Regions from separate parts of the Mus musculus genome. Here all the other regions are linked to region 4. A link is a contact called in public Hi-C, HiChIP or PLAC-seq and promoter capture Hi-C data. All regions are on one chromosome and are shown on one strand. The core of a region is the stretch at or near the end of the contact, and the rest is flanking DNA. Distances in the headings are between cores, read along the strand shown. Region 1 has its middle 21 kb from the start of Lexis1. Region 2 overlaps Abca1 (ATP-binding cassette, sub-family A (ABC1), member 1). Region 3 holds the start of Abca1 (ATP-binding cassette, sub-family A (ABC1), member 1). Region 4 holds the start of Fktn (fukutin).

What was found. Promoter capture Hi-C pulls out the DNA fragments that hold promoters and counts their contacts. A called contact is a pair of places that touch in the nucleus more often than the background predicts. HiChIP or PLAC-seq counts read pairs in DNA pulled down with a chosen protein or histone mark.
Region 1: a promoter capture Hi-C map of liver shows a contact between it and region 4, with 2.4 times the contacts expected there. The contact joins the enhancer-like site here to the promoter of Fktn in region 4. A contact is called at or near these places in 9 of 39 promoter capture datasets (the 3T3-L1 cell line, the C10 cell line, cranial neural crest and 5 more) and 2 of 484 Hi-C or Micro-C datasets (CD4 T cells and rod photoreceptor).
Region 2: an H3K27ac HiChIP or PLAC-seq map of embryonic stem cells shows a contact between it and region 4, with 5 times the contacts expected there. The contact joins the enhancer-like site here to the promoter of Fktn in region 4. A contact is called at or near these places in 5 of 39 promoter capture datasets (the 3T3-L1 cell line, embryonic stem cells, hippocampal neurons and 1 more), 5 of 115 datasets of contacts at active chromatin or transcription factors (the NIH/3T3 cell line, bone marrow-derived macrophages and embryonic stem cells) and 2 of 9 other capture datasets (adipose tissue and liver).
Region 3: a contact with region 4 is called in a Hi-C map of regulatory T cells, with 6 times the contacts expected there. The contact joins the promoter of Abca1 here to the promoter of Fktn in region 4. A contact is called at or near these places in 9 of 39 promoter capture datasets (the C10 cell line, cranial neural crest, embryonic stem cells and 5 more), 2 of 484 Hi-C or Micro-C datasets (LSK cells and regulatory T cells), 5 of 115 datasets of contacts at active chromatin or transcription factors (astrocytes, bone marrow-derived macrophages, embryonic stem cells and 1 more) and 2 of 9 other capture datasets (embryonic stem cells and macrophages).

Annotation. Positions count from the first base shown.
Region 1 is chr4:53,193,578-53,200,981 of GRCm38.p6, forward strand. No RefSeq gene overlaps it. Among named protein-coding and RNA genes, the nearest start is that of Lexis1, 21 kb to the right of the region's middle. Within about 2 kb of position 2,849, at least 288 of the 459 cell types and tissues checked have an H3K27ac peak or open chromatin away from gene starts, as enhancers often do. A contact at or near this core is called in hippocampal neurons, liver and rod photoreceptor, where this site is marked.
Region 2 is chr4:53,057,219-53,064,369 of GRCm38.p6, forward strand. It overlaps Abca1 (ATP-binding cassette, sub-family A (ABC1), member 1), which reads right to left. Exons shown (of 50, transcript NM_013454.3): 31 at 5,172-5,361; 32 at 4,269-4,363; 33 at 3,115-3,147; 34 at 2,039-2,144. Among named protein-coding and RNA genes, the nearest start is that of Nipsnap3b, 49 kb to the left of the region's middle. Within about 2 kb of position 2,158, at least 3 of the 459 cell types and tissues checked have an H3K27ac peak or open chromatin away from gene starts, as enhancers often do. A contact at or near this core is called in embryonic stem cells, where this site is marked.
Region 3 is chr4:53,154,831-53,161,912 of GRCm38.p6, forward strand. It overlaps Abca1 (ATP-binding cassette, sub-family A (ABC1), member 1), which reads right to left and starts at 5,065. Exons shown (of 50, transcript NM_013454.3): 1 at 4,846-5,065.
Region 4 is chr4:53,708,508-53,715,841 of GRCm38.p6, forward strand. Fktn (fukutin) reads left to right here and starts at 5,647. Exons shown (of 10, transcript NM_139309.5): 1 at 5,647-5,688.

The DNA of each region.
Region 1 (7,404 bases), core at 1,599-4,098, 520 kb before region 4:
TAACTTAAGTCCCTCTTGTGTCGTACATGCCTTCCCATCCTGGGCCTTGAATTTGACTCCTGTTTTGTGTATCCTATGTTATTTGTTTAAATACTTGCTCTTTATCCGGGTGGTCGGGTCCACTTCTCTTTTCCTTCATAATATGAACCTTATATGGCTTTTTTCACAAATGCCTTCAAGGCTAGGGGTATTGTTTGGTGGTCAAAACAAAACGAACCCCACTGGCCAGGCATGGTACACACCTGCAATCCCAGGATTCCTGAGGCTGAAGCTAGATGATCGTGAGTTCCAGGACAGCCTGAACTCAGCAAATTCAAAGAGTGCCTGGACTATAAAGAAAGACCGTGTTCAAAAGGAAAAAAGAAAGAGCAGGAACAGGGAAAGGGACGTTTTCAAGTGTTTAACACCCTTGACTAAGCAGTTTACCTCTTCCAGAGGATCTACCCCCATGTAAGTTCCCACAGCACACATCCCAGCTCTGTCCTCCCCCTACCCACTAGGAACAATACCATATTGTCTGACTACAAGCTATCTCAGAGGACTCCTAGCTCACTCACTTAAAAATGTGCATCTGAAGACATAGATCTATGTGTTGCAAGATAGGCCTGATGTGGACACACACAGGTGCCACTGTTACCATTTAAGACAGGTTGCAGGGCATGGGCAGATGTCAAATTATAAAGCCATGTAAAATGTAGCCCCTTCATTCAGAAACAATGTATTCTTCAATTGGTTTAAATGCTTTCTTAATGATTTTCAGTAAAGCTTTATGGCACCTTCTATAAAGGTTGTTTTAAAAGATTTATTCTGCATTCCTAATGATTTTTTGCTCTACTATAAGTTGTGCCTCTTGGCCAGTTAATGTATGTCTTTGACTGTTGGTGATAAAGGAAAAATGAAGAGTTGCGCTTCCATCCCCTCACCAGCTGCCTTTTTCTCAGAGTGCACCTGGTGTGAGTTTCTTCTCAGAGTGTACCTGGTGTGAGTTTCTTTGCAGCTTTCCCATCCACACCAACATTCTCTTTCATCTTACATTCTTATTTTGCTGTGGTGGTTGGGATTGGATAAAAATGAATATTTAATAGAAATGTTGATGGCCAGAAAACTGGCTCTGTCTGTGACTATAAGGAGAATAAATAAGAATTTTGTGAGAGTCTAAGTGTTTCCAAATATCATGAGTCTTGCTGTCTCCTGATTCAGAATGTATGGAGGGTTTGTTCTGGGCACAACGGCCATTCCAGTCATCTCCAAAATCACTATACATCAACTGTTATTTCCATTTTTCAGAGTGCCTATTGCTGGGCTACTGCACAAAAGGAATAAATAATAAATTATACATCGTATTAATTTTGGGCACAGTTGGCCAATTTCATATTATTCACAAAGGTCACACTGAACAGAACAAATGCACACAGAGGCATCAAGCAGACAAATCCAGAAGCAAAGGGGAAAACCTAATTCTAAAACTATTTTGCATTCAGGTCCGAAATTGGTTCCCTTAGAGGTCCTTACATTCTATTTGTTTGCAAAATTTAAAAAAGGGAGAGTTGGCAGCAGGGAGAGGTTGTTTATTAGTGCCAATAAGAACTCAGGGTTAGTTAGGAGCTGGGGTGGGAAGAGAGTTGGGGACGTCTTCACTTTCAGTGCCTTGAACCAATAAGATGCCAAGAAGAATCTGATCAGAGTAACTACCCAGCTCAAGGAAACCACTGTCATTGCTTTGTTAGAACCAATGGCACCTTCTAGAACAGTGGTTTCCAACCTTCCTGATGTTGTGACCCTTTAATCTAGTTGTTCATGTAGTGGTGACCCTCAATCATAAAATTATTTCGTTACTACTTCATAACTGTAATGTTGCTGGTGCTATGCATAGTATTGTAAATATGCAGGATACCTGATATGAGACCTCTATGAAAAGGTCTGGGGTGTGGGTGGGGGTAGGTGTGGGGGCAGGGTTGTGACCCCCAGGTTGAGAACCGATGTTCTAGACTATGCTACCAGAGAACATTTTTGTTGTTGTCTTCCTGTAAGAAAAAGCAAAGCAGTATTTGAAAGCGTTCTATTTGAAGAGTATGTCACAATGTAAATCATTTTTTAAAAATATGCACTTTGAAGGCATGCTATGTTTTAAAGACACTCCATTAGAAGAAGTAGAAAACGAAAGCAAAATTTTAAATCAAGTTTTTACTTTATCCACTGGTTCTCTTTAAAGAATTCCTTGTGGGTCACGCTGAGTCTTAATAAGTGGGACACTAAGTACTGCCTATGGATACCAGTAACAGAAAAACAATTGTGTTGACACAACAGGTTTTACAGATGGTATTTTCTAAGTTTTTTATTTGTTGAATGGACAACTTAGGATTTGTGGAGCTAGAGCTAGAGAAAGAGCTGATGAACTTCAAAACAGGCTTGGAATGCTTAACCGGTGTCCTTTCTAATGAACTGACTGCTAGTTCATTGACAACAGCAGATCTAAAAGGATTCTGCTCGCAGGCCTCCTGTGGCTGGAACACTCCAGCTGGCTAGCTCTGCAGAGATCTGGCCCCAAGAGGTCTCGCCGCTTTAAGCGTCCTAGGCCTTGGACACGCCCACCAGAAAGCCAAACACAAAGCGCGGTGTCTGCTGGAAGTTGTAGTTCCAGACCCTAGCAAGTCTTGACTCGTCCTCTCCTTCCATTTCATTGACTCTTAACAGACCACAGACTCTGAGACCGCTTCAGATTACGCATTGATCATTTCAAGGTATAAGATGAGAGGAATTTTCTTTAATCACCGGATCTGGGCGCTGCTGCTGCTGCTGCTTAGAAAGTATCTGGAAGGCGCGCATGCGCGTGAAGGTAGACAACACAGCCTCTGACTCCCCTAGAGCTGGGATGAAGGGGACTTAGGCCCTGTATATAGTAACAGTTTGTGATAGTGTGGTTTGCAGGTTGTGACGGAAACCGAGGAAGGCAGACGGTCACGTTAGGACCCCATCTGGACTTCTAGGACACTTCCACCTTCTAGTTGTTCCCAATTTGCAGAATTGCAGTTTTTTCCATATCCCTTCATCTCTTTATGGAAAGGCTTTCCCTGCGGCGTTGTGAAATCCTCAGCTCTTCAGCCAAGGCCTTTTAGCCTGCCTGGAATTCAAACTGTCTCTCCTTGCCAGCTTCAGGTCATTCCAGGCAGCAAAAGGCACGGGCTGTACAGGCGTTGCTACTGCTGCTCTTCCTCGTCTTGCAAAGCTGGAGCCAGCCAGATAGAAGCTTGGATACCTGAAGCTTAGAAAGTGTTTGGAAGGAACGCAAGCGATGCGCATACATGATAGATAAGTAAATGCATAGATTAGATGTCTTTAATTCTTAAAGGGCCTCTCATAGCTTTCCTGTGTTCTTTGAGGTGGCAATTGTTATGCAAAAGAGCGGGTGAGAATCTATGACTGTAGTCAGTGGCAGAACCGCCAAACTGAAAGTTGTAGGAGTTACAAATCTGCTTTTCCATCATATCAAAGTAGACAGAGCTAAAGGGGACCAAGGCTGCACCTGATGTTGACTGCCTTTCTGAATAGCCAGTCCAGACCACAGCCGCTCTTAAAGTAGTGAGCAATTGCCTTTCAGTGAGTGAATCTCCTTCCAGCAAATACAGAGGATGTTGCTTGGAGACATGCTTAAGACTGAGCAAACACGTTGTGCTGGACTCTGGAAAGAGAAGCATTAGATTTTAGCTAAGGGAGTGACCAGGTTATGCTCTAAAGTGCCCTTCATTTCTCAGAGAGAAGAGTGAGCCACACTGTCTGTGTATTTGCAATCTCCCATTCTGCAAATGTAGTGCTGTTATTCCTTGCATCAGCAATGCTAACACAAATGTCAAATAGGCATATAAGTGATGAAATCCCCTGGCCTTGTTGCCCATGTCTCTAACCTCAGCACTGGGAAGGCAGGCAAATAATAGATCTCTATGAGTTCTAAGTTAGCCTGCTCTATTATCATGAGTTCCAGGCCAGCCAGGGCCTCCTAGTGAGAATCCGTCTCAAACAACAACAAAAAACAAAGTGCAGGAATCCTCTATCTGCTCTTCAGGTTGCACCAGTGTGGGTCAGGAGAAGGAGAGATGAAAACAGAGGTGTAGATCATACAAAATCGAGGGGCAAGGCATACAGAGCTGCGTAGAAGAGGGTGTGCAGAAAAGCAGTATTTGTTATGAGGGGATCTCTGTTGAGCTTTTAATCAACTAATAAGAAGTTGTCACCCCAGAGCTCCCACATGAGTTCTGTCTGAGAGGAAAGGGGGCTGGTTATTTGATCTGCAGGTATGGGCACAAAATGCTCCTGTCTCCCTGGCGCTCACCTGGTGAAAGCAGACTGTACAGAGTCCCTGGCTCTCCTGAAATGTCTGTGGACCACTCTCTGTAAAAATGCCTTTTGAGTGCACTGCACATTCCTTTGGACCTCTTCTGCACTGGAACGTCTTGTTCCTTCGGGGATTTGATATTTGGGAACAGCCAGAAATCATTTGGCTGCACATTTGGAAGGCAAGGAAAACTATTGCACTACAGAACTGCTGCCGGTGAAATCTGGGAGGTGGTTTTGGGTGTGAACCAAAGGCAGGGTTTCTTACCTTGAAACATGGAAAATTTGAATATACCTTTTTTTTCTAGGGAGGAGGGGTAATGTTTTTAGCTGATACTACAGCCTCTCAACGAATCCCGATGATTCAAACAAGTTAATGATCATAAGGTCATTTCTCTGTGGGTTGTGGAGAGAAGTCATGTGTCAGGAGAGCAGAGGGCTGCTTACAGCTTCACCTATAATTTAATGTGTGGTCACAGTGGTTTCCAGAACTCCCAAAACATCACATGGGTTGAGTTGTACCTATAGTACTGAGTTGCTCTGCGTCTTTGTTAGGGTTTCTATTGCTGTGATGAGACACCATGACCAAAAATCAAGTAGGGAAAGAAAGGATTTACACTTCCGCATTGTAGTCCATGACTGAGGGAAGCCAGGACAGGAACTCGAAGAGGAGAGGAACTCGGAGGCAGGAGCTGATGCAGAGGCCATTGAGGGAGGCTCCTTACTCAGCCTGCTTTCTTATAGAACCCAGGGCCACCAGCCCAGAGTTGGCCCCACCCACCATGGGCTGAGCTCTCCCCCATTTATCACAAATTAAGAAACCTCCCTATAGGCTAACCTGAAGCCTGATGCTATGAAAACATTTTCCTGATTGAGGTTCCCTCCTCTTAGAAGACTTTAGCTTGTGCTGAGCTGACATAAAGCTATCTGGAACACTCTGTGATTCCATAAAATCCAAGCAGAGATATCTCAAGAAAAACAACAAAAGAAAACCCTTGATTTTGAAGACCAAACATTCCTTGTCCAAGCGGTTAATTCGGCCTGCTCAAATAACTCTCTTAAATGTCAGTCTTCTCTTGAATGACTTAGGACTAACGTGCCTGACCACAGACATCAGCATCCTGATATCAGAACTGGGAATCTCCAGACCTCAAGCGAGCCTATTCAGAGGGGGAAGGCAGAGGCTCCAACACCAGAGGGACTTATTCAGAATTGCTCCTTGTGCTCACAGATACGCCCAAAACGTTAGCACATAGAGTTGTTCCTTCAAGGCAAGGAATGCAATACTCGTCATCTGCCCAGAAGGCTGGGAGCAGGCGTGCATGTTCTAGCCTGGTCACCTTTGCACTATTTGTAGTGCACGTACACCATATCCCTCCCCCAGACCCTTAGCCTTGCTTTTCTTAGTCAATCGGTAGAACCTATATTGATGGAAGGTGTCACATGCAGTCAATCTATAAAACCTACTTTATGGAAGATGACACATGTATTTCACAAGGAGTTTCCATGTAGTCCTCTTTGATCTGTATTTAGCTTATTTTGTTCCTCAAAGAGATTTACATATGCCTAAAATAAATTACTTAGGGTCAGAATTCTGCAGTTTGAACCAATGACATGATATTTAGCAATGTTGAGTCAAGCTACCTCCTTGCCCTTTAGGGACTGGGAGCTCTTCAGACTCTGCAGGCCATGAAGGTTGTTGCAAAGACACCCCCTCATCTCCCCTGCACAGTTTGTTACAAAGGGGTAGGAAATAAGAGGGAGCCTTGAAGGGACCACAGAATGCTACTGGGGTCAGGAGCCACCAGCGGACGCAGTTAGCATAGACCTGCCTTGAGGGAAGGTTCTAAGCATGGGGGTGTAGCTTAACTCTAGAGCACTTGGCAAGGGGAGAGGATTTGGTCACCAGGGGTTAATCCAGGGTGGAGTGTGGTGCCAGAACTCAGGTAAGAGAACAGTTTGTCTAGGTGAGATTGAAGCCCACACAGCAGGATCTCAACGCAGGAACTAGAGTACAGGGTAACTTGAGACTAGCCCAGAAGCCATGCCTTCAGGATTACTTCCAGAGGCTACACTAAAGACTGCCTCTAGCCATAGAGGAACGGACAGACTCTGGTGGCCTTCTGAAATCAGAAACTAGCTTAGAAGCTACCCAATAGCTGGGGTTTGCTCCCACTCTCTTCTTCCTTAAAGGTTAAACTTTTTTTTTCTAATGATAGATGTTTGTTAGGATAGACAGAGCATAGATAAATATGTTATTTAAGAACTATATTTTAGCATGTGATTTTTTTTGAATAGAATGATTTAGGAAGCATAGTCCCATAGGTACTTCATTACAATTAAATAGGAGCAGGAAGTTGTTGGGTGCTGGTGCCCACCATGACCAGTGTAGGTAGTGGCAATTAGAAGAGATCTGGGCATCATGGTGCACACATGTAATCCTAGCACTTGTGGCTCTGAGGGAGGAAGATTGCCCTGAATTCAAGGTCATTCTGGGCTGTACAGTGAGTTCCATGCCAGCCTAGACTACAGACTAAGATAGATCAGACAACAAGATAAATCTCAAAGAAGAGCTTACGAAAGTTTGTGTCATAAAAAATGTGTGAGGAAATATGTTTAATCTGATTAAAGCATTATGCAGGGCCAGAGAGATGGCTAAAAAGTTAAGGACACATGTTTCTCTTGCAGAGGACCCAGTTGGCAACACATGGTGGTTTGCAACTGTCTTTAACTCCAGTTTCTGGAATCCAATGCCCCCTTTGGAGCTTCTGAGGGCACTAGGTACACACATGGTACACATAAATACACATAAAATAAAATAAATTGTAAAGTTGTATGTGAACATTAGGCGATTTTATGTCTTTAATGTATTTAAAACTCATGCTTTTGTTATCATTCAGATTCCTGTTTAAATGCATTCGCTTTCATTGGTAATTGTCCTAAAAATAGAGCAAAGGTCAAAACATTTCTCAGTCCTTTTTCAGTATCAACCATTGTGTTTGGAGGCATAAAAAACATTCATATTGTGACACAATCTTGTGTGTGTGTGTGTGTGTGTGTGTGTGTGTGTGTGTG
Region 2 (7,151 bases), core at 908-3,407, 650 kb before region 4:
TATCCGTACGTTTGGTCTTCTTATTGTGTCCTGGATTTCCTGGATATTTTGAGTTAGGATCTTTTTGCATTTTCCATTTTCTTTGATTGTTGTGCCGATGTTCTCTATGGAATCTTCTGCACCTGAGATTCTCTCTTCCATCTCTTGTATTCTGTTGCTGATGCTCAAATCTATGGTTCCAGATTTCTTTCCTAGGGTTTCTATCTCTAGTGTTGCCTCGCTTTGAGTTTTCTTTATTGTGTCTACTTCCCTTTTTAGGTCCAGTATGGTTTTGTTCATTTCCATCACCTGTTTGTATGTTTTTTCCTCTTTTTCTGTAAGGACTTCTACCTGTTTGATTGTGTTTTCCTGTTTTTCTTTAAGGACTTGTAACTCTTTAGCAGTGTTCTCCTGTATTTCTTTAAGTGATTTATTAAAGTCCTTCTTGATGTCCTCTACCATCATCATGAGATATGCTTTTAAATCTAGGTCTAGGTTCTCAGGTGTGTTGGGGTTCCCTGGACTGGGCGAAGTGGGTGTGCTGGGTTCTGGTGATGGTGAGTGGTCTTGGTTCCTGTTAGTAAGATTCCTCCGTTTACCTTTCGCCATCTGGTAATCTCTGGAGTTAGTAGTTATAGTTGACTCTGTTTAGAGATTGTTCTTCTGGTGATTCTGTTACCGTCTATCAGCAGACCTGGGAGACAGATTCTCTCCTCTGAGTTTCAGTGCTCAGAGCACTCTCTGTTGGCAAGCTCTCTTACAGCGAAGGTGCGCAGATATCTTGTATTTGGACCTCCTCCTGGCCGAAGAAGAAGGCCCAAAACAGGACCTTTCTCAGACACTGTGTTGCTTTGGCAGTTCCCAGGTGGTACAGACTCTCACCTAAGCATACTAAATTCCTAAGTTCCTTGGAGTCCCGGGACCAAGATGGCGACCGCTGCTGCTGTGGCTTAGGTCGCCTCCCCAGCCGGGCGGGCACCTGTCCTCTGGTCCGGAAGGTGGTCGGCTGTCCCCGGCCCACACAGGGTGCTGCCTCAGCGCCTCTGTGCTTCTGCCTGTTCCAGAAGCTGTCAGGTTCTCTGGCGCACCCTCTCACCTGTTCAGACTAATTTCCTAAGTTCGGCGGGTCCCGGACCAAGATGGCGACCGCTGCTGCTGTGGCTTAGGCCGCCTCCCCAGCCGGGTGGGCACCTGTCCTCTGGTCCGGAAGGTGGCCGGCTGTCCCCGGCCCACACAGGGTGCTGCCTCAGCGCCTCTGTGCTTCCGCCTGTTCCAGAAGCTGTCAGGTTCTCTGGCGCACCCTCTCACCTGTTCAGACTAATTTCCTAAGTTCGGCGGGTCCCGGACCAAGATGGCGACCGCTGCTGCTGTGGCTTAGGTCGCCTCCCCAGCCGGGCGGGCACCTGTCCTCCGGTCCGGAAGGTGGCCGGCTGTCCCCGGCCCACACAGGGTGCTGCCTCAGCCCCTCTGTGCTTCCGCCTGTTCCAGAGGCTGTCAGGTTCTCTGGCGCACCCTCTCACCTGTTCAGACTAATTTCCTAAGTTCGGCGGGTCTCGGACCAAGATGGCGACCGCTGCTGCTGTGGCTTAGGCCGCCTCCCCAGCCGGGCGGGCACCTGTCCTCCGGTCCGGACGGTGGCCGGCTGTCCCCGGCCCACAAAGGGTGCTGCCTCAGCGCCTCTGTGCTTCCGCCTGTTCCAGAAGCTGTCAGGTTCTCTGGCGCACCCTCTCACCTGTTCAGACTAATTTCCTAAGTTCGGCGGGTCCCGGACCAAGATGGCGACCGCTGCTGCTGTGGCTTAGGTCGCCTCCCCAGCCGGGCGGGCACCTGTCCTCTGGTCCGGAAGGTGGCCGGCTGTCCCCGGCCCACACAGGGTGCTGCCTCAGCGCCTTTGTGCTTCCGCCTGTTCCAGAAGCTGTCAGGTTCTCTGGCGCACCCTCTCACCTGTTCAGACTAATTTCCTAAGTTCGGCGGGTCCCGGACCAAGATGGCGACCGCTGCTGCTGTGGCTTAGGCCCCAGACCCACTTTTCTGACCCGTGTCTGGACGGATGCTGTACCTTGGTCAGCTTCAGGAGTTTCTTCATTTGCTTGATAGCATCATTAACTTCATGGCTCGGAGGAAGTGCTTGAGAATTACTGACACCCAGGGAAAACCCGCCATACCTAAAAGAAAGGCTCGCCATTAAAAGCCATACCCAAGCCATTACTCACGGCAGCAGATAGCACAGTGTACAAGGTTCTCGGAGAGCCACCTCTTTTTCAAACTAGAACCAACGTTTGGCTAAGATAGGTACATGTTGCCTCCCCTGGTGAAATCTAGCTATCTTAATTCTCAAAATTGCTGCCCAGTAGGGAAGGCCTAGAGCTAATGATAGGCACCCATGCTATAGGCGGGAAGACAGGAAGATGGGCAGTCTTGAAAACCAGGGAGGGATCACAGACAGGTGATCTTCCCTGGCATTAAGTAAGCCTATGACTGCTCTGCTCAGAGCTCCAGGGACCTGACCCCTGGAGAAAAGGCAGGGTGGAAAATGGAAATTTGAGAATAAAACCTTTGAGGTCTTTGGAACAGCCACATGGGCCACTCATGACTTCAAGAATGCTTCCTTCCCTACTCTCAACTGCTCCTTCAAAATCCAGTAGGGAAAAATCAGTGGAAACAGGGTGGAAACAAATGCTTTTGATGTCTTTCCTTTCCACCAAGACCTCACATCATATGAAAGGCCTGAAAGGTTTTCCTTGAGTCCCTGGGCACACTTGGGAATCTGTCTGGGGGAAAATACAGCTAGGATAGGTTTTTTTTTCCTTCATGACATTTTACTTTCTTAAGTCTCAAGAGGCCCATGAGTGATTTCTGAAATTCCTCAAGGAAATCACTGTATCAAATATTTCAGGGGCCTCCGGAGTGAAGAATGAGTTACACAAATTCCACAGTGAGTCTACTATAACCGTGCCTTGGTGTGTTGGTCTGCAGCACCCCAGTCCCCCTCAAGGTGAGGTGACACCCAAGAGTGTGCACAAGGCAACAGTCCCCAAACCTGTAACTCTGTCTTGATTCAAGAGCCCTACATCTAAATCATTCTCCTGAGACCTGACGTGACTCAGGGAGAATGGGGAGAAGGGACTGACTTACCGAAACTCGTTCACCCAGATCTTATTCTTTAAGCTGCAGAGAGAAAAGACAAACCAAAAATCAGATCTAGAAAGCAGAGGTCATAGTGACGAGGCAACAGTAATCATTTACTTGAGGACAAAGCATAGAAACGGGCACTTCTTTAACTAGGCCTATGACCAGTGCTGTAGAGTTGCATGCATGTAAGGAAGGCCACTCTCAGCATGTCCTGTCTGCTGTCTTAGAAACCTTACTCTAATGAGAATCACATAGTAAATTAAGCCAATGTAAAAACCCACCTTACATGCAGGCATGGTGGTACATGCCTTTACGCTCAGCACTGCACTCAAGAGGCAGAGGCAGATGAAACTCTATGAGTCTGAGGCCACCCTAATCTATATAGAGAGAATTCCAGGACAGCCAGGACTAATGTAGTGAGACCCTGTCTTAAGTAAACAGACAAATAAATAAATGCCTTACAGACCCAGAGACCCTGTCTAAAACAAACAGACACACAAATAAATGCATTACCATCCCAGATATTACTGAACTAAATGCTGTTTATTGTGACTCTCATGTGGCAACATTACAGCTCTGAGAAATGCATGGCCTATTCTTATTCTATTATATCCTTGTCATTTAAAGTTAGTTCAAACATTATGGACCGGACACCTGACCATACTTATGGAAAGGAAACATATTCTCTGCACACTGACTAAATATTGGTCACTATATGACCATGTCCCAGGAATTTACAAGTCTCTTTAAAGGCTCCATATGAAAGAAAGGCTACTGTGTCTACCCTGACCTTGTTTATGGAGCCATACAGGAAAGAGGATCTACAGGCTTTTGCTCGTATCATCTCTCTTACCCCTCACCACGAACTTAAGAGTGCAACACTAACATCAAATGTAAAATAAAAATTAAAATTCATATAAGCGAAGATGTTATGAGACTAATGGGTCAGAATTCAAATCTGAGTCCACATTTGTCACTTATTTTCAGCCTAAAGCAGGCAGCCTCGTTCTCTAAGCTGAACTTTCAAGGCTCACAAGCCCCCGTATCATCTTGTCTAACTGATATCAAGTGCTAAATTTCCCACAGAGCCATGATTGTCCATTTCCCTACCGCTCAAGTCTACATCTGCAGCAAGCCAGGTTTCAACAGGACGATACCTCTTTGCTATGATCTGCACGTACGTCTTCACCAGGTAATCTGAAATATTTCTTCCTGTCAGATTCTGAAGGATGTCTGCGGTTTTCTGTTTTCTCTGTCATCACATAGAAACCAAGCTCACGTATCATACAGGTAAGAATCAGGGCAGAAAACAGACAAAAACAATAGGACCCCAGGGCCTACGCAAGAACCTCAGCCAGTCACCACCAAGACCATTGGCACTTGTCCCTCGCTCATACCAAGCCAAAATTATCTCCAGGAAAGTATTCACTTGAATATCTAGATGGGATTCTCCACATCACCTGAATACTTAAGGAAGAGCATCATAAACTGCCCAATGAATTCTTCTATACTTTCGAGTCATGTTGGTGAGTGGGCCAGATGATTTTAAAGTGACAAGCATGACTTCCTTAAGTTTTCACATCCACTAAAAGTTCCCTGTCCCCACCCTCCAACCTAGACTACTGTCCTGAAATTTTCAGGGGAAACAAACAAACAAAAACAAAACACCACACACACACACACACACACACACACACACACACACACACACACACACACAGACTCAGATCTCCCTCCAAACCTCAGAGCCCAGAGAATGTCAGAGTTGATGAGATACACCTAAGCTTTGTGGCCCATTTACTCTGAAGTGAAAACACAGGCCCAAAGAGTTAACAGGGCCAGCAGCTCCCACTGTGGCAGCACCAGGAAAGGAAGCTGTGCCTACAGATGCTCTGTGACAGGCACTGGCACAATGTAGCTCACTCGCCTCTCTCAAAACCCACTCACTTTTCTCAAGAGAGATCAAGAGTGACTTCACATGTCACTCATTCTTGCTGCCACACAGAGGCTCCCAGGTCCTACCCTGAGCCAACTTCTCAGTCATGCCGACAGGGACTCACCTGAGGAGGTGGCAGCCCCCCTGCCCCTGGGGGACACACAGGCAGCATCTTCTTGATTTTGTCACTGCTACACTGGCACGCAGGTGAGGGGTTCTTCATGGTCCAGTTTCCATTCTGGAAGAGGTCCACGATGCTCTGGGGGACGGGGCTGATGGTCCAGTCCTCCTCCCCAGCCAAGCAAGGGGTATCTCTGTAAAAGGAGATAGCAAATGTTCTAGACTCTCCTGAAAGGGGCCTGTCTTTCCTTGATGCTCTTAGAGCTCAGGTTTGCTCTTTAGAAAGGACCCATGTGCCTAGTCCTACCATTTGAAAAACAGCTTGACTTCATTATGTTTGCTCTCACAGAAGCCTGTGGAAGCTGGGAATCACAGAAAACCCAGGAAAATAGGACGTGAACAGGCTCCAGATGGTCACGCAGAGCTCTGCTCAACCCAGCTAACCAGTTTGCTGACACGACACACAGAAGAGTCCACTATGGGCTGCACAGTGTTCTGCATCTTTGGGAGTCTGGAGAAAGCAATGCAAACTCTCTGACTTCATGGATTCTTCAGGGACTACAAGTCAACAAATCCAATCTTACATAACCCCAGATAAAGCAAACACAACAGGAAGGTACATGGAGAAAGCAGACCTTTGAGTCAGCTTCAACCAAAACATAAAAACTATCAGCTAGTTAAAGAATTGAGATAATGGGCTGGAGAGATGCCTTGGTACATAAATGTACCTATAGCCAAAACTGGATTCAATCTCTCGATCTTGTTATACTCTGACCTCTTCATGTGTATCATGACATGCATACACACACACACACACACACACACACACACACACACACAAACATAAATTAATTTTAAAAGAACAGTGGAGAATGAACATGCCAGGCAGCACCCGTGGGCAGTCAGATACAAAGGCTCTGCAAAGAAATGAGTGTATGTGTTTGATGAAAACAAGAAGGTTATGAGATGAGCTCTCAGACAATGAGGAGGGAAGAGGGGAGGAGCTCCATGACAGAGTCATGGTTAGGAGCTTGTATCTTAGGCTCAGCATGTTCAAAGTCTTGTGGAGAATGGCAAGATCCAAATGATGTTCTATAATGAGCAGAGACTTGAGCTGAGTGGAGTGGGAATGGTCACTGTATGAAAGGGGAGGTTGTCTACCAGCATCCTCAGAGACAACGCAGGGCCCTGACTGTTTGGTGCGAATCACAAGTCCCTTGCAATCTCAGGGTTCATTTATCCCTACTGATAAAATAAGAGTATAAAATGATGTCTCATTTCTAGCCTCTCTTCCATATTTCCAATTTTCAAGATTCCACAATTTAAACTAGGGACACAACCTTTACACCTCAGGTCTGTGCACATGTGTGTGTGTTTATAAATATGCACACAAGTGCTTTTTACGCAAATAATTCCTCATTTTCTCTTTAAAGCCTCTTCCCTAAAATATTTACCCTTATGAAACTCATACCTAAGACCTTTAAAAGACAACAGGCTGAGACAAACTAAAGACCACTTGAAAAAGCAACTTAGTCAGAATTCTCTATCCTAATGATCCCCAGGAACCTAAAATTTGAATTTCAGTCTGAGATGGTGGGGTGAGGCTCTGCCTTTCAGACTGCTTCCAGCAGAGCATCCATGGTGCACAGACAGCACACATACTTTCTGATGTCATGGACATTTCTTTTATCTCTGCAGGCCAGCTGTCGGCTCAGTTCTCTCTCCTATAGATCTGGCCTTTGCTGGAATCAATCCCCGAATCCATACAATTCAGCTTACCAACAAAGGACCCAGCTACCCAGATTATCATCTTACCTCATCCTCCTTTCCTACAAAACCTTCACATGGAATCTTAACTTTTTGGTGAAGTTAAGGAGAAGCTGTGTCCTTCTAGTAAGTACTAAGGATATTTAGTAACTACCTACTATGGTTTGAGTCTTCAATATTTTCCAAAGGCTCAAATGCTAAAGGCTTGATCCCTAGA
Region 3 (7,082 bases), core at 3,815-6,314, 550 kb before region 4:
CCCAGAAGCCATAGAAATAAATATAATCCAGTCAGCAAAAGAAACAATAGGACTGCCCCTACTCCCAACATATAAAACGGTTCATCCACTTCCTCATACACGGATGGATGGAAAGGGTGAACAGCAGTCACTCTGGGGATCAGTATCAACGTGCTACCAGGAGTCCAGGGGAGTGAGTTTCCCTAACACTTTCAAAGAAAAGCGTCCTGGAGGAGGCAGCAAGAGAAATGTTGCTGAACTGGGGATCTTGAATGTATTCTCAAGGCCCATGTGTTAAAGGTGTTGTAATCAGGAGGTAGTGGGACCTTCAGGAGTAGAGCCTGGCCTAGTTAGCAGGTTTGTAGCTCCTCAGAGAGGACAAGAGCTTCCTTTATCATCCATTTACCTGTCGACAGACACCTAGACTGGTACCATTCCTTACTCCTGCGTGGCCCCCAAGTTTTTGGAAATGACACACAAAAACACTCTAGATTTTAAGGCACACACCCCAAAACTGTGAAAGCCAGAAATAACACAGAAGAGGCTTCTGTACTTCTTAAAGTGTCTGAACCTCTAAATCACATAAGGAGTTATCTCACGCTTATCCATAAGAGCACATTAATGAACAACTCAAAATATTTAAATGGGGCATCGCAGACTATTGTCTCAAATCCCTGCAGCTGCCTCAAAAAGGGAAATGGAACTGGGTGAGCAGGACTATTCGTCTACTTGAGTCATCTAGCCTAAATCATTTAAACACGCACCAAGATGCATTAATGACGTCCGTGGCCGTATCAGTCTCTAACACTTTGCTGAGAATGTCTTATTTGTTGGAGTAGTTTTAAAACACAGGAAGCGAGCAGCATCCAGCCCCTTAGCTGACTGGTATTTGTCAATTTCCGTATTAGAGAGACAGATTACGCGCAAGGGTCAAAGACCTCTCTTTTGAAACCTAAGTGCATGACATACGTGAGCACGGGGCTCAGATCATATTCTGCATGGAAGTGCAGAATGGGAGGGAGTTGGGGGTGCAGGAGACTTGTGAGGAGGGTAACATTCTTTCTGCCAGGTCTTCAAGTTTGCAAAGTCTCATTGTTTTAGAAAACAAACATGGGCTGGAGAGATGGCTCAGCGGTTAAGAGCACTGACTGCTCTTCCAAAGGTCCTGAGTTCAAATCCCAGTAACTACATGGTAGGTCACAATCAACTGTAATAAAATCTGATTCCCTCTTCTGGGCTGTCTGAAGACAGCTACAGTGTACTTACATATAATAATAAATTTTAAAAATCTTCAAAAAAAAAACCCCCACAAATGTGATGTTCCCCACAGTCAACGATAATCCTAGACAAGCTGCTTTTGGGCCATTCGTGTTTGACAGAGTATGGTGTAGCTTAAGACCTGCCTGCAGAAACCATTTCATGTCTGAGACGTTCACTCGGACTTTATGCCACCTGGCCCCATAATCTGTAGCAAACTACTCTGAGGTCACACACTATTCACAATTAATTAGCTGAGGCAAGAGGATCACACTCATTTAAAACCAAGTTTTGGCTTTGTTTTTAAATGAGAACTGAGCAAATGTTACTGCCTGGGTTTTGTTGTTGTTGTTTGTTTGTTTGCACCGAGTTGCAGCCAAGGTCTCTTCCAGAAGAGAATTTGACCGACTACCCCAGAGCAAATATGGGAATATGATACAGATCATAAGTTTCCAGTAAAAATGACAGCAAATGAATACACGGCAAATTCCCTTTCACGGCATCTGAAATTGTACCACTGTCTCCCCTAATCTGGACAGTTAGAGACTTTGGGAAGTGAATTCAAATCTCAAATCAGCCTCTTGGAAAATGGAGAGCCAAGGACCAGATAGCCTCCCGCCTTCTTAACCTGTAGTTACAATAAACAAGTTTGGCTTGAAGATAAACTCAGCGTCTGAGTAACACCGGGAACAGCACCAGGTAAGCGTCTATTAAGACACAAACACGTCTATAATTGGTATTCCAGGTGCTTTCTCTTCCGTGTGTAAAGCTGTCTCCAATATTTTTAAAGCGGACCTTCTCCCAATGCAAGTAAATCAACAAGTATTACGACCAATCTTTTAAAATTTAATGCCAGAATAATTGACCATAGTTACATTATAATTTCATTATTTATTTAACATCCAGACCATATATAAAAATATATTTATACTTGAATGTTTTAAGAACGGCCAAAGCTATACACATATATATTTTCTAAAAATCCAGGAAGTCCCTAATTTAAGAGTTTAAAGAAGTGTCCATTTAACTATCTTAGAAACTAAAAAGTATATTTTTTTTAAAAAAGCAAAGATCTATTTTCAGTCACTACATATGCAGCCCACATAAGGACACTGATTTATGAGAGGAAAAAAACGATGCCTAAAGAAAAAAAAATACTAAAAGTCCCAGCTCCTCTCCACATAGGTAAGGTAGCACATAGCTGAGTTGCTAAGTATCATTCTTTTTTTTTTTTTAAATAGTGTTTGCATTGGGGTTTCCATGAAGAGAGGTAGAAAACCAATCAGCCCCAGTCACCCTTTCCAATTCCAGACTAATTCACGGTCTCCCATCAACCACGCACACATTCCAAATCAAGATGCATCCAAGGGCCACAACAGGCCTGCCTTTGGGTGCTAATAAAAAATACTTTAGGGGGCTGGATTTAAAATACTCATCTTCGGGAAGACACCCGTCACAAATACCCAAGTCACCACCAGTGACCCCTCCAGAACCCCAGTGACTTTCACAAGGAGACCCATGACTTATTCTATGGTAGCAATTTTTGCTCCAAAATGGTACTATGAGCATTATGTTGCTGAAAATTTCCTTCCCTCAACCCTCAGATTCAACTTGTTACCACATAGATAATAATCAATTCTGTGCATCACACCTTTCTTTAAAAAAAAAAAAGCCCTATTTTAATGACTTGTGATAGCGCTGAGGAAAAGACATGCTTACAATAGAAACTGTAATTTATCTTTATTATTTATATATTGATATACTATCCACTCAAATATTCTCTATGCTTGTCTATACCTCCTTTGATGTGGGGGAAGTGTTTTTCAACAATGGGAACAGCAATACGTTGTCCTTATGTGTGCATTAGAATATTAAAAATGGGCTGAAAGAAAAGTGGTGATGATAAACAACTCCTTTTTAATTGGCATTTATGTCTTGTAGAGTATCAATACTTGGGTCAGGGTTCCGAATTATGACTAAGAGGTAAGGGTGTGCTTTCGAGCCTGCAGGCATGTGTCAGGTGTGTGCTGTGGGAGGTGAGGGCTGAGCCACAGAAAGAAAGTGGTGTACCAATTCTCTTCAAGGAAGGTTTGTGCTGTTTTGTTTTGCTTTGCTTCTGTGGTTGGTGGTGCTAGAACCCAAGGTCTTGTACAAGGTAGACTCTACCGGGGGCCTACATCTTAAGCCAGAAGTGTTCCTTTTGTTTATCTGTCCTTTATTGTACATTTATTCTGCCCACTTCCTTGGAAGGATGTCGAAGTAAATTCTTGTTTTGTTTTGGAATGGTGATACCATTGCAGCAAATGGGGCAAACTAATTATTTCTAGTGACACTTAGTTTTCCCAAACAAACACACAAAGTCAAAAAAAAAAAAAAAAGCAAACAGTTTAATAAGTATTTCTCTCTTTTCCAGAGGTAAGTGCAGAAACCAAAACAGGCACCTATCCACAAGGTTGTCATCAGCCAACATCCCCAAGAACCTCATTGAGCAACGGTCTGGGAGTCAGGAAACAAACAAACAAACAAAAAACAAAAACAAAAAAGAAAAAAACAACAACATGAAAACATAGACTGGCTTTCTTGGCCTCGGGTTTCCTCCCAGTTTGGAAACACCAGTTTTGACCAGATTCACAGTGAAGCAAAAGGACTAGAGACTCTCACTCCGCACCAGGCCATACCTAGGCTACCCGGCCAGGAGGCGCTGCGGGCCAGTCTCCAGGGGCCACCCGCAGGCCGCCCAGCCCCCACCCCCTGGCGGCGGAGCCCGGCCCAGCACCCGAGCTGCGAGTTCTGTGCTGCCCGATGGGGTTACTTGCGGTCATTCGGCTGCACAACCTAGCCCCAGCTTCCCAATCGGTGCTCAGCCCGAAGTCTCCCCAAGGGAAGACTAGCAAAAAGCAGTAAGATGAGGGTGGATTGGGCACCCCAGTTTCGGGTTTCTGCAGACTCTCTTAAGTTTTCTGTCTTTAGAAGGAACAAAAGTGGTCTCCCACTTTGCGCCAGGGACTGCAGCCCTCCAGAGCGCAGGAAGCCTGTGGGCAGGACCCCGGAGTCGAACAAAGCCCAGAGAACTCAAGCAGCAGTAACATAAAAGACCCCGTTTAGGACACTTCCTACTAGAGTTCTTTGGAAACAAGGACATGCAGTCCCAGTCCCGGGAAGAGAACCTCCAAGTCAGAGGCCAACACAAACCAGTTAAATAATGGAGTGAGGACTCAGATGTGACACTTGTGGGCGACGGCCTACCCCGCGCCAGACAAAAGGAGACCCTTTGTAGAGGATTCCCTTCTCCCTACCCCACTGGCTGTACCCCGAGGACGTCCGGGAACCTTGGCTCACACTGCGCCCAAGAGGCGAGTCTCCGACGCCGGAGATGCTCTCGCTGGTCTCCGATTCCGGGAGACCCGAGTGCGGCAGTTCTGAGTCCCAGGGTCGACAGGGCCCGTCCCAGAACATTCTTTCCCTGTTTATGCCTCCCCTGTACTATTTGCATCCCCAGAAGTAAGGTACATGGGAGTTCGAGTCCCCCCAGTGTCCCCAAAACGGAGAGCTTCCCAACGCTTCCTTGGCCCCGAAACAAAATGCCCAAGTCACTGAAGAACCTCTTACCTGTTTTCCACTTTGCTGTTTGAGTCTGTTTTCCCTACCCCTGCACAAACCCTTCCAGAAAGGGGAAGAAAAAAGTGGGGGGAAACAGGGAGCAGAGCAGCTCCCCAAGCCGGCTGTGGTTGCGCGGGTCCCGCGGCGCCCCCTGCCCAGCTTTGCGCTGCGCCGCGGAGAGAAGTGGGCTCTGCCGGTCCCGGCCCGCTCGCTCGCCCTCGGAATTACTGGTTTTTGCCGCGACTAGTTCCTTTTATAGATTCGGCTGTGCCGAGCGCCGGGGTTACTACCGGTCAAACGCTGTTCTCTCCCTCTTTCCCCCGCCCCCTTCCCGGCCTCTGTTTATGTAGTTCAGTCACTCAGCAGAAAGCACGTGGAGACATGGCCCGCCCCTTAAACCGGCGACAGTGCGCCGCCGCAGCGGGCACTGGGGGCGCATGGTGAGAGCTTTGTGGGGCCCGCTTTCTGTAGCCCTGGCCCTGACCTGCTAGCCTTCGGGAAACGGGAAACTCCGGACTTGCGCTGAGCCAGGGACTCCACATTCCCGGCAGAGGAGGAAAGGGGAAAAGCTCGTTCTCTAAACTCCTCTTTCTGCAATTGTTTGGGGTTTTGTGGGTGTTGCTTTTTGAGTTTTGTTTGTTTTGTTTGTGTGTGTATGCCCTCTTCCTCTCTCCCTCCCGCTCTCCCTTACTCCCACTCTCCCCCCTCTCCTTTTGTTAGTTTGCTCAGCCCCCAACTTGGGAAGGAAAACTCCCCACCCCACCCCACCCCCAGATGCCAACCATTTTCGGTCTCTTCCTTTTCTTCCTTTAAAAGTCCTAGATTGGGGGAAGGGATGTGGAATGGACAGTGAATATCAGCCTATTTTGGTGTCTGCCTCAAACCTTTACATTGATTTTGAAGAGAAGATCTCTACCTTCCAGGGACCTAGTCTGCACCTTCTACACACACACACACACACACACACACACACACACACACACACACACACCTTCCAGGGACCTAGTCTGCACCTTCTACACACACACACACACACACACACACACACTCCACTAGTAATAGGTACCTATAAGCCACAAGGGGCAGCTGTGGTCACAAGAGTGGGTTTTGATGATGTCAAACGACCAAAGTTAGATAAAGTTTTTCTGCCTCTATTTTATTTGTTTTAATTGAGACAGAGTCTCATGTAGTCTGCTCATAAACTCAATAACCTTGAATTCCTAATCCTCTTGCCTCCCAAGGCCTAAAATTACAGGAACAGAGTACCACACCCACATTTGTACAGTGCGGAGAGATGGAACCCAGCCTCTTGCATAGCAGGCAAGCATTCAGCCAGCTGAGAGCTACATCCTTGGCCCTTGCTTCCTGTCTCTCAAGAGAGAACGTTCTCTCTGCCTCAGAGTTTTCTGAAAATGAATTTCGTTGGAACTTTTGAAGTCCTCGGAAGAAGAGTGCCAACACCAGAATCCTACTGACTGAACATCAGTGCCAATCTCTAGTGACATCCATACCCTATAAACCATTTCCTATGCCAGACTTTTAAAAGTCCAGCACTGGCAAAGAATTTAAAATAATATGTGTGACCATCTGTGTACAAAGGAAAACGCCTAAGGGGAAAGGATCGTTCTTTGCATGATTTTAGGAGATTAAGTCTTTATGCAGCTTCCCTCATTTCCCCCATATCTCCTAGCACCTAAAATACACACACACACACACACACACACACACATTCTTTTTGTACTTTGAAGAATTTGGTTCCCAAGAGTACTCCTACTAAATTCTGTTCCCAGCATCCACTTGCTGCTTTACAACCATCTGTAACTCCAGTTACAGGAGAGCTGACACAGTCTTCTGGCCTCCATAAGCACCAGGTGTGTACGTGGTGCACACATGTGCACATAAGTAAAACACTCATGTACATAAATAAATCTCTCTCTTTTTTACCCTAAAAATAAAAGCTAACTTCTTGGGTTTCTCTAAAAGAGCGTAGGTGACATGTAAGTGCTACCCAAATCAGGTAGTTAGGAGGCAGAGAAAGAAGAAAGGGTGGGAAGAAAGAAGCCCCGGGCAGAGCATCCTGGAATCCTCACTATATGAAGGCAATGACCCTGAAATCCAACTTGCAGTGTTTAACTAGGAAGCCCTGTAGGGTTAGGAATCTGCCCCTATTCAACTCTCACTGCAATAAATGCACAAATACACTGCAGTGTTGGCAGTATGTGTATGCATGTTGTAAATCTCTACCC
Region 4 (7,334 bases), core at 4,397-6,896:
CAAATTCAGTACTAATATATAAACTTCTTAGGTCAAAATATGTGGTCAGGCAAATTTTCTGAATCTCATAAAAGACAGTTTTCCAACCATATAAAATATTTAGAAACAATATACAGCAAAAGCATACCACAATTTAAACCAAACAAAAGCTTTGAAAATATCCCAATCCTTGTTATAATTTAGAACACCTATTTTCAATAACTTAAAATATTATCTACACTTCCCATCTCTAAATTCTGTTAAGAACCACTAGTCTAGATTTAAATAATCCAAATATTTACTCATGCTAAGAGATTCTGACATTAAGGAGTCTACAGAAATTCAAAAATCAGTACATTAGATTATAACAAGTCCTTCCAAGCCCTAGATAATAAAGGCAGTATTTTACTTTCTAATCACACCTAAGGTTTATCTGCATAATGTAATTCATTGGCTGACCAATAATAAATAGCTTAAAGGGACTTTATTCACCTATTCAGTAATGTTTCATTATAAAGGATATTTTGATCAATATTTCAAATTTATAAATTCAATTATGCTGACATTTCTAGAATTATTGTGCTGGTTAGTTTTTCAGCTTGATAGAGAGTCATCTAAAAGGAAGTGAACCTCAATTGAGAAAATGCCTCCATAAGATTTGGCTGTAAGGCCTTCTTTTAATTAGTGATTGATGGGAGAGGACCCAGCCCATTGTGGGTAGTGCCACCACTGGGCTGGTGGTCCTGGGTTCTATAAGAAGGCAGGCTGAGCAAAGCCATGGGAAGCAAGCCAGTAAGCAGCAGCCTCCATGGCCTCTGCATCAGCTCCTGGCTCAGGATCCTGCCCTGCTTAGTCCCTGCCCTCACTGCTTGTGATGAAGAACTGCTATATGGCACTGTGAGTGAGATAAACCATTTCCTCCCCCAAGGTGCTTTTGGCCATGGTGTTTCATCACAGTGATGGTAACCTTAACTGCAACAATTGTTAGCAACAAATCATCTTTATAGGGCCACTTATTAAACTGATGAGAAAGATGATACATTCTGGCTTTTATTTAAGAAATGATTTAATTCAATGGTTTGATTTGTTACTACTTGAGAAGTTCATTTGCTTCCCAGTAGTGGGTGGTAATGAGGTGCAAATGGCCTTCCTGGTCCTCACTTCCCTCTAACAGAAAGCAACACAGAGACTCAGCAGTAAACATCTTCTGCTGTTTATGTAAAATCAGCTCCAGAAAACAGAAAGTGAGAACATACTCAAGTCCTGTCTGAGGTGTTCCCAGCTCCAATAGTGTGCTATAATAACAGTATACCAGCCGATCCATCGCTGACTAGTGAACTCTCAGTGAAGAGGAAGATAACAGTGTCCTCTCTGATGCCATTCATGGTGAAATGTGTGCATATAAACCTTTTGCACAGACTTTAGTGTTAAGAACAGAGAATGAACATAGTACATGTGTGTTAAGGAGAGCTCCAGAGCTAACCATCTCAGGAGCCAAACCACCTTCTGGTGCTTTCACTTCTTCTTACTCCTCTAATTAGGCTAAGGAGACCACTGAACACTACAGGCAAGAATTTACTAAATACTGGTGATTTCTACTAGCCAAACTCAGCTCTGCAAGCCAACAGGTGAACCAGGAGGCTCTTTGAGTTCATTGTCCATTAGGAGTCTGGGAAACATTTTCAATTCTTCGGTGGCTACCCATCCAACATCAGCAAAAGATGCCACCACATCCTCTCCAGGTGCATGGGGACTCCATTCTGTTACATGACTGGTAAGCTCAGCTGTGCAGCAGCCCTCACCCTCCCAGCTACTCTCCATTTTAAGTTTTATGGTGAAGTTTCAGTTTTGCACGGTACTAGTTGCTTATACCCACTTCACTCAAGGTGAGCACCAGAGAGATTGACAAATCCAGTGATAAAACATATGTTAAGGGAAGGCTATTCGTATTCTAAACAGAGCCAGCCAGTACTATAAACAGTACGATACAAGATCGTACATGCACCAGATTCTTGGGCTACAGATCCTGGCCTTGTCTCCGCTAGACTGCTCTTCATAAAATCACAATTGGAAGGAAGCCAAGGATCATGTCTTCCATATTTCTTCCATATTTATTGACCTGAGTCAGGATAAAAATGGAAACTTAAGGGTAGGGATCTTGTTTTTTATTAAGCTGTTGGTACAGTGCTTGGTTAACCCAGCTCTACTCCATATTGACTCATCCTGAAACTCCGTGATGGAAATCAGGCTCCTAGCTTCACCTAGTACAATTCCCTAAGGGTGTCTGATGGCTGGCTCTAATTGTCTACTTGGCCCAATGTAGAATCACATGAAACAGGTGTCTCCATGAGGGATTGTCTTGGGTTCATCTGTGGGTGTATCAATGGGTGGGGGTAGGGAGATCTATCCTGAGTGTGGACAGCCCCATTTCACCAGCTGGGTCCTGCACTGAAGAGGAGAGAGCTATCTGAACACCAGCATGCATTCTTTGTTCTTACGCTCCTTTCTGCTTTGGGATGAGATGTAACCAGCTCCCTTAAGCTTTCGCTGCTTTGACTTCCTAATATGATATGCCGTAATCCGAGACTGTGAGACAAAAATAAGCCTTGCCTTCCATTGCCCTGTCAGAGTATTTTATCACCGTAACAGGAAATGAAACTAGAGGTTGGATTCCTCAGGCCAGTACCCCAGGTGGTCATCTGTAAGTTTCCCTTGAGGACCTGTGTAGGCATGTTTCCAAGATCTACCAGAAAAAAAGACACACACACACACACACCATGGATGGCAGTATGTGGAGAATGGATGGAGTGAAAAGGATGAAAGGAAAAAAAAAAAAAAAACCACTGTGACTTGACCCCAAGACCAAGACAAGGGCCAAGAAACAGAATCCCACCAATCCCCGAGCTTCCCCAAGCTCAGGAATTGAAATCTTACTAATCCTCACTCTAGAAATCTCCACCCTGGAAAGCTCTGCCCTGCCCCTCAAGAAACCCCATATAAACCCTGCCTGCTTCTCTCAAGTGGAAGCAGCCACCCTGCTGGGTTTTCCCTCCTAATAATTCTCTTGTGTGAGGTTTGTTGTGCAGTGTGACTTTGTGTTATTCCTTGGCTCTGGGTGGAGTAGAGCTATTTAACACTTTTGCTGGGGAAATTCCCCCTGCTAAAGCAGAACCGTTAGACTTGCCTTGGGGAAAACTTTTCCTGCAGCCCCAGTAGAGCTGGAACACTTCTGTAGGGGAAGCCATTCCCTTCAGAGCTGTAACACTTACAGCTTGGATATGCCAACGGGAGTCTACATGCATGTATTCCAGGTCACACAGTACTTACACCATCACTTTTCAACATTGTCTGAGGAATTTGAGACTCCCCTATTTGAATCTGGATTTATGATCCTTCAGAAAAAACTATTAAGGATGGATATTAAAGACACTTCTGTATTCATTTTATTTAGGTGTATGTGTATGTTACATAAGTGTGGGCACCCTCAAAGGCCAGAAGAGGACATTAGATACCATGGAACTGGAGTTACAGAATAGAGCTTGGCTCCTTTGGGAGAATACTGAGTGTTCTTCAGTGCTGAGCCATTTGTCTGGTCCCTGAATATGGCATTTTGATGGTTAAGCTCTTGGTTCCTTAAATTTGTTAGTGCTGGTATCTTCTACTTTTGCCATAGGATACCACAAACTTTACCAGGCCAGAATGTGTAGATACACACACCTGGATGATTCTTGAAAGGTGAATGTTTACTTCTGCTGGAAGCTTTTTTTATTCCTCCTTGTAGCTTTCTCAACAGCTTTAGATTTCGTTCACTAGATTAAAAGACTTTTTACGGTGAGTGAGTCTCCCAAATTGTCTCTCCAAACCTGCTTGAGAAGTACTACTTTCTAGTTACAGGACGGGATCTGATAGCAAGTTAAGGAAATAAGCATTCCCTTTGGCTCAGAGTTGGGGAGGTTAAAGTCTACCATGGGAGGGGGGACATGGCAGCAGGGGCAGGTGGCTGAGTCTACTCACATCTGGATGGACTGGACCAAGAAGCAGAGAGCATACTGAAAGGGGAGCTGGGCTGTAATCCTTAATGTCTGACCTCTCTAATGGCCCACTTCCTCCAGGGTGTCAGAATCCTACCCCTCCAAGGTTCTAAAACTGCCTGGAGACAAGGGATTCCAACAGAAGCGTCTGGGGAGCATTTCACATTCAACCCATCAACAAGGACCATCGATGTCAGCGTGCTTACCTGGTTATTGTCCAACTTCCGGTGTAAGCAGGGCTTTTACTTTGTAAGTTTATATTAAAAAGAATAAGGTTACTTGCAAGTAGAGGAAAATTTAGAAGTAAGTTTCAAAAAAAATTGCTGACAAGTTAAATCTAGGATAACCAAAAGGATTGTCAATTTTCTTTGAAGGGTGCTAAATCCCTTCCTCTAAATCCCAGTCCACTTTATAGAAACAGAAACTTGATAATGTAGATGGCACATTATGACTGTGCTTATATAGGGAAAACAGTGAGATCTAAACTTAAACTTAGCTCAAATCAGAAAACTGGCTAGAAAGCTGGCTAGTCCTCTGCCTCCTGCAAGGTTTATGCAGGATAATATTTACTATGCACTTGAAATCTATTCACTTCTAAAACCCGGGAAGTTTTTTTTTTTCCTCCTTATAATTTCCAGACATAGTTGAGCATAATAAGCATTCCTAATATCTTTTAAAATATCACCTCTTAGTACTCCAATAGGCATCAATTATATTGTGTGCATGTGTGCATGTGTGTGTGCGTGCGTGCATGTGCGTTTGCATGTGTTTAAAGACAAGAGCTCACTCTAGATCCTCTTGCCTTGGCCCCCCAAATACTTGAATTGTAGGCATGTCAGACAATAGAAATTTTTGATACAGCCACATTCCATCACAACTTTTTGAAAAATTCTGTTTTAAGACAAGCATGGCGATGCACACTTGTTATCTCAGCACTTGAGATGTGGAAGATGTGTAGGATCAGTTGAACACCATATTGGCTGAGTAGAATTTAAGGCCAGTCTGAGCTAAATGATATAGAACGGGGTGCGTAGGTAAATTATTTCATTTTTTTCTATACGCCGTTAGTAATTTTCGTAGAAAGAACGTAAAATTACAATAATTTCTTTAGTGCTTTTTAATTTTCAAAAATTCCTATCAAAATCCACATCTGCTCCTTGCCAATAACTCTTTAAATGGCTCTGCTAAAAGCAAAGATGCTAGGTGCCAGGCCCAGAAGCATCTATATTTCTTTCAAGCCCCAAACTGGAAGATCGCATCTTCTAGACCTGGATGTCAAGTAGGCACCTCAACTTCATGAGTACTTGCATCACTACATAGTGCTCTTCCCCATTCTGTCCCCAATAGCAGAATGTAGAGAGAGGAGAAGGGGGAGGAGGGAGGGAGGGAGGGAGGGAGGGAGAAAAAGAATCGTTATCCACCCTAGGTTTGCACTTTCTGCGCTCTGTCTGATGAGCCGTACACTACGGGGGACAGTTCTGTTTTTTCTCTAAACTCCAGGCAGCCTCAGGGCACTGCCGGAGGGACGGCTGATTGCAGATTTCTGATGGCCAAATAGGCCACACTAATAGGAGCGCTCGGAGAACAAAGCAACAGCCAGCGTACGCCGCTGCGCGCTTGACCGCTTCTTTGCGACAGTTGCCGTAAAGCGAGGCCTCCGCCGCAGCTCTAGAGTTAGGTAAGATGAGGGCACCGGGGCCGGGTAGCCGAGCCTGGGCGTGGGCGGGTTCCTTCAGGCACTGTCGCTGGTCTACTGGTATACCCTGAGTAGCGGTCGTCCACCTTTGGGGTACCCTCCCTACGGCGGCGGGGAGGAGTCCGAGGTCGGCCGCAGTCCGTGCACGAGCTTGCTGCCGCCGTCCCCGCTGTCCCGGCGACAGATCGTTCCCACACGCCCATGCTGTCCGTTGATCGTCCTGACCCGCGAGGGTTCGATTTTGGAGGTTCATGGAGACGCTTAAGAGGCCGGGCTGGGACAGTGACGCTTGAGCTGGTTGGCGAGAGCGGACGATGCGGGGAGACCGATCAGGTGTGAGGACCAATGCATGCCAAGGTGGCTCCGCCGGGGAGGAACTGATGCAGCCTGCTGCTGCTCTGAGTGCATCCGACGCCGTGGCATGAACTTACAGGGAAAGGAAGGGGGTTGGCAGGGCAGCCGCCCAGGGAGGGTTCCACCTGAGAAGGACTTTGATGCTGCGCCAAAGCCAAGTTCTGTGTACAGCAAGCAGCCTGCTGCAACTGCTTCGAAGAGAGGTGGTGGTTGGCTTACCAGTCGCTTTCCTCTCTTCTTAGACTCCTCAGTAGTCATTCTTAGTTCGTTTGAAGGAGTGCTCACTATGCTTAATAGTATGATGACGATGGTAATAATAATAAGTAACAATAATAATGATAAGGTGGGCGCGGTTAGCGATGCGAGATAACTGCATGTAGGAACGTTCCTGTCTTCCGTTTACATTATCAGTTGGGGAATATCGGGAAAGATTTGATAAAAATGGGGCCGGGTAGTTAAAAGCTTTAGATAAAAGTCGTCCAGAGAACTGAATTCAGATTTCATCACGATCGCCAATTTCTCAGGTAGTACAAGGCAAGCCGCTTTCTTGTATGTCTCAAGCTTTCTCGGCTATAAAGAATGATATTCCAGTCTTTCTAGTTTGAAGATTTCCATTAAGTAAAAGTCAGCCTGTGAGCCAACCATGGTAACACACACCTGTAATACCAGCACTTTGGAGGCCAAGACAAAAAAAAAAAAAAGCACTAGGAAACAGAGCTGCATAATGATCGACAGACCAGCCTTGGGTAAATGCTCTCAACCAAGCAGTTAGTCACTTGCCTCTTGAGGGAAAGGCTTTACTCACTGTCTTAGTTAGAGCTAATACTACAGTGGTGAAATACCATGACCAAAAGTGACTGGGGAAGAAAGGGTTTGGTTTGCTAAGTTTTAGATTACAGTTTATCATCCAAAGCACTGAGGGCAGCAACCTGGAGCAGGAGCTGATGCAGTGACCATGGAGGGATGCTGTTTACCTGCTCTCATGGTTTGTTTGGCCTGCTTTCTTGTAGAACCCAGGACCACCAGCCCAGGAATGACACCACCCATAATGGGCTGGACCCTCCCACATCAAATCACAACTTAAGAAAATTCTCTACAGGAGGCTTGCCTACAGTCTAGTCTTGTGGAGGCATCTTCTCAATTGGGGTTCCCTCTTCCCAGATTATTCTAGCATGTGATAAGGTGACATAAAATTAGCTAGTACACTCAGTTAAAAATAACATGAAATGTAAATCAAGTAACTTGATTTGAGCTGGCTCAACTCACTCACTAAA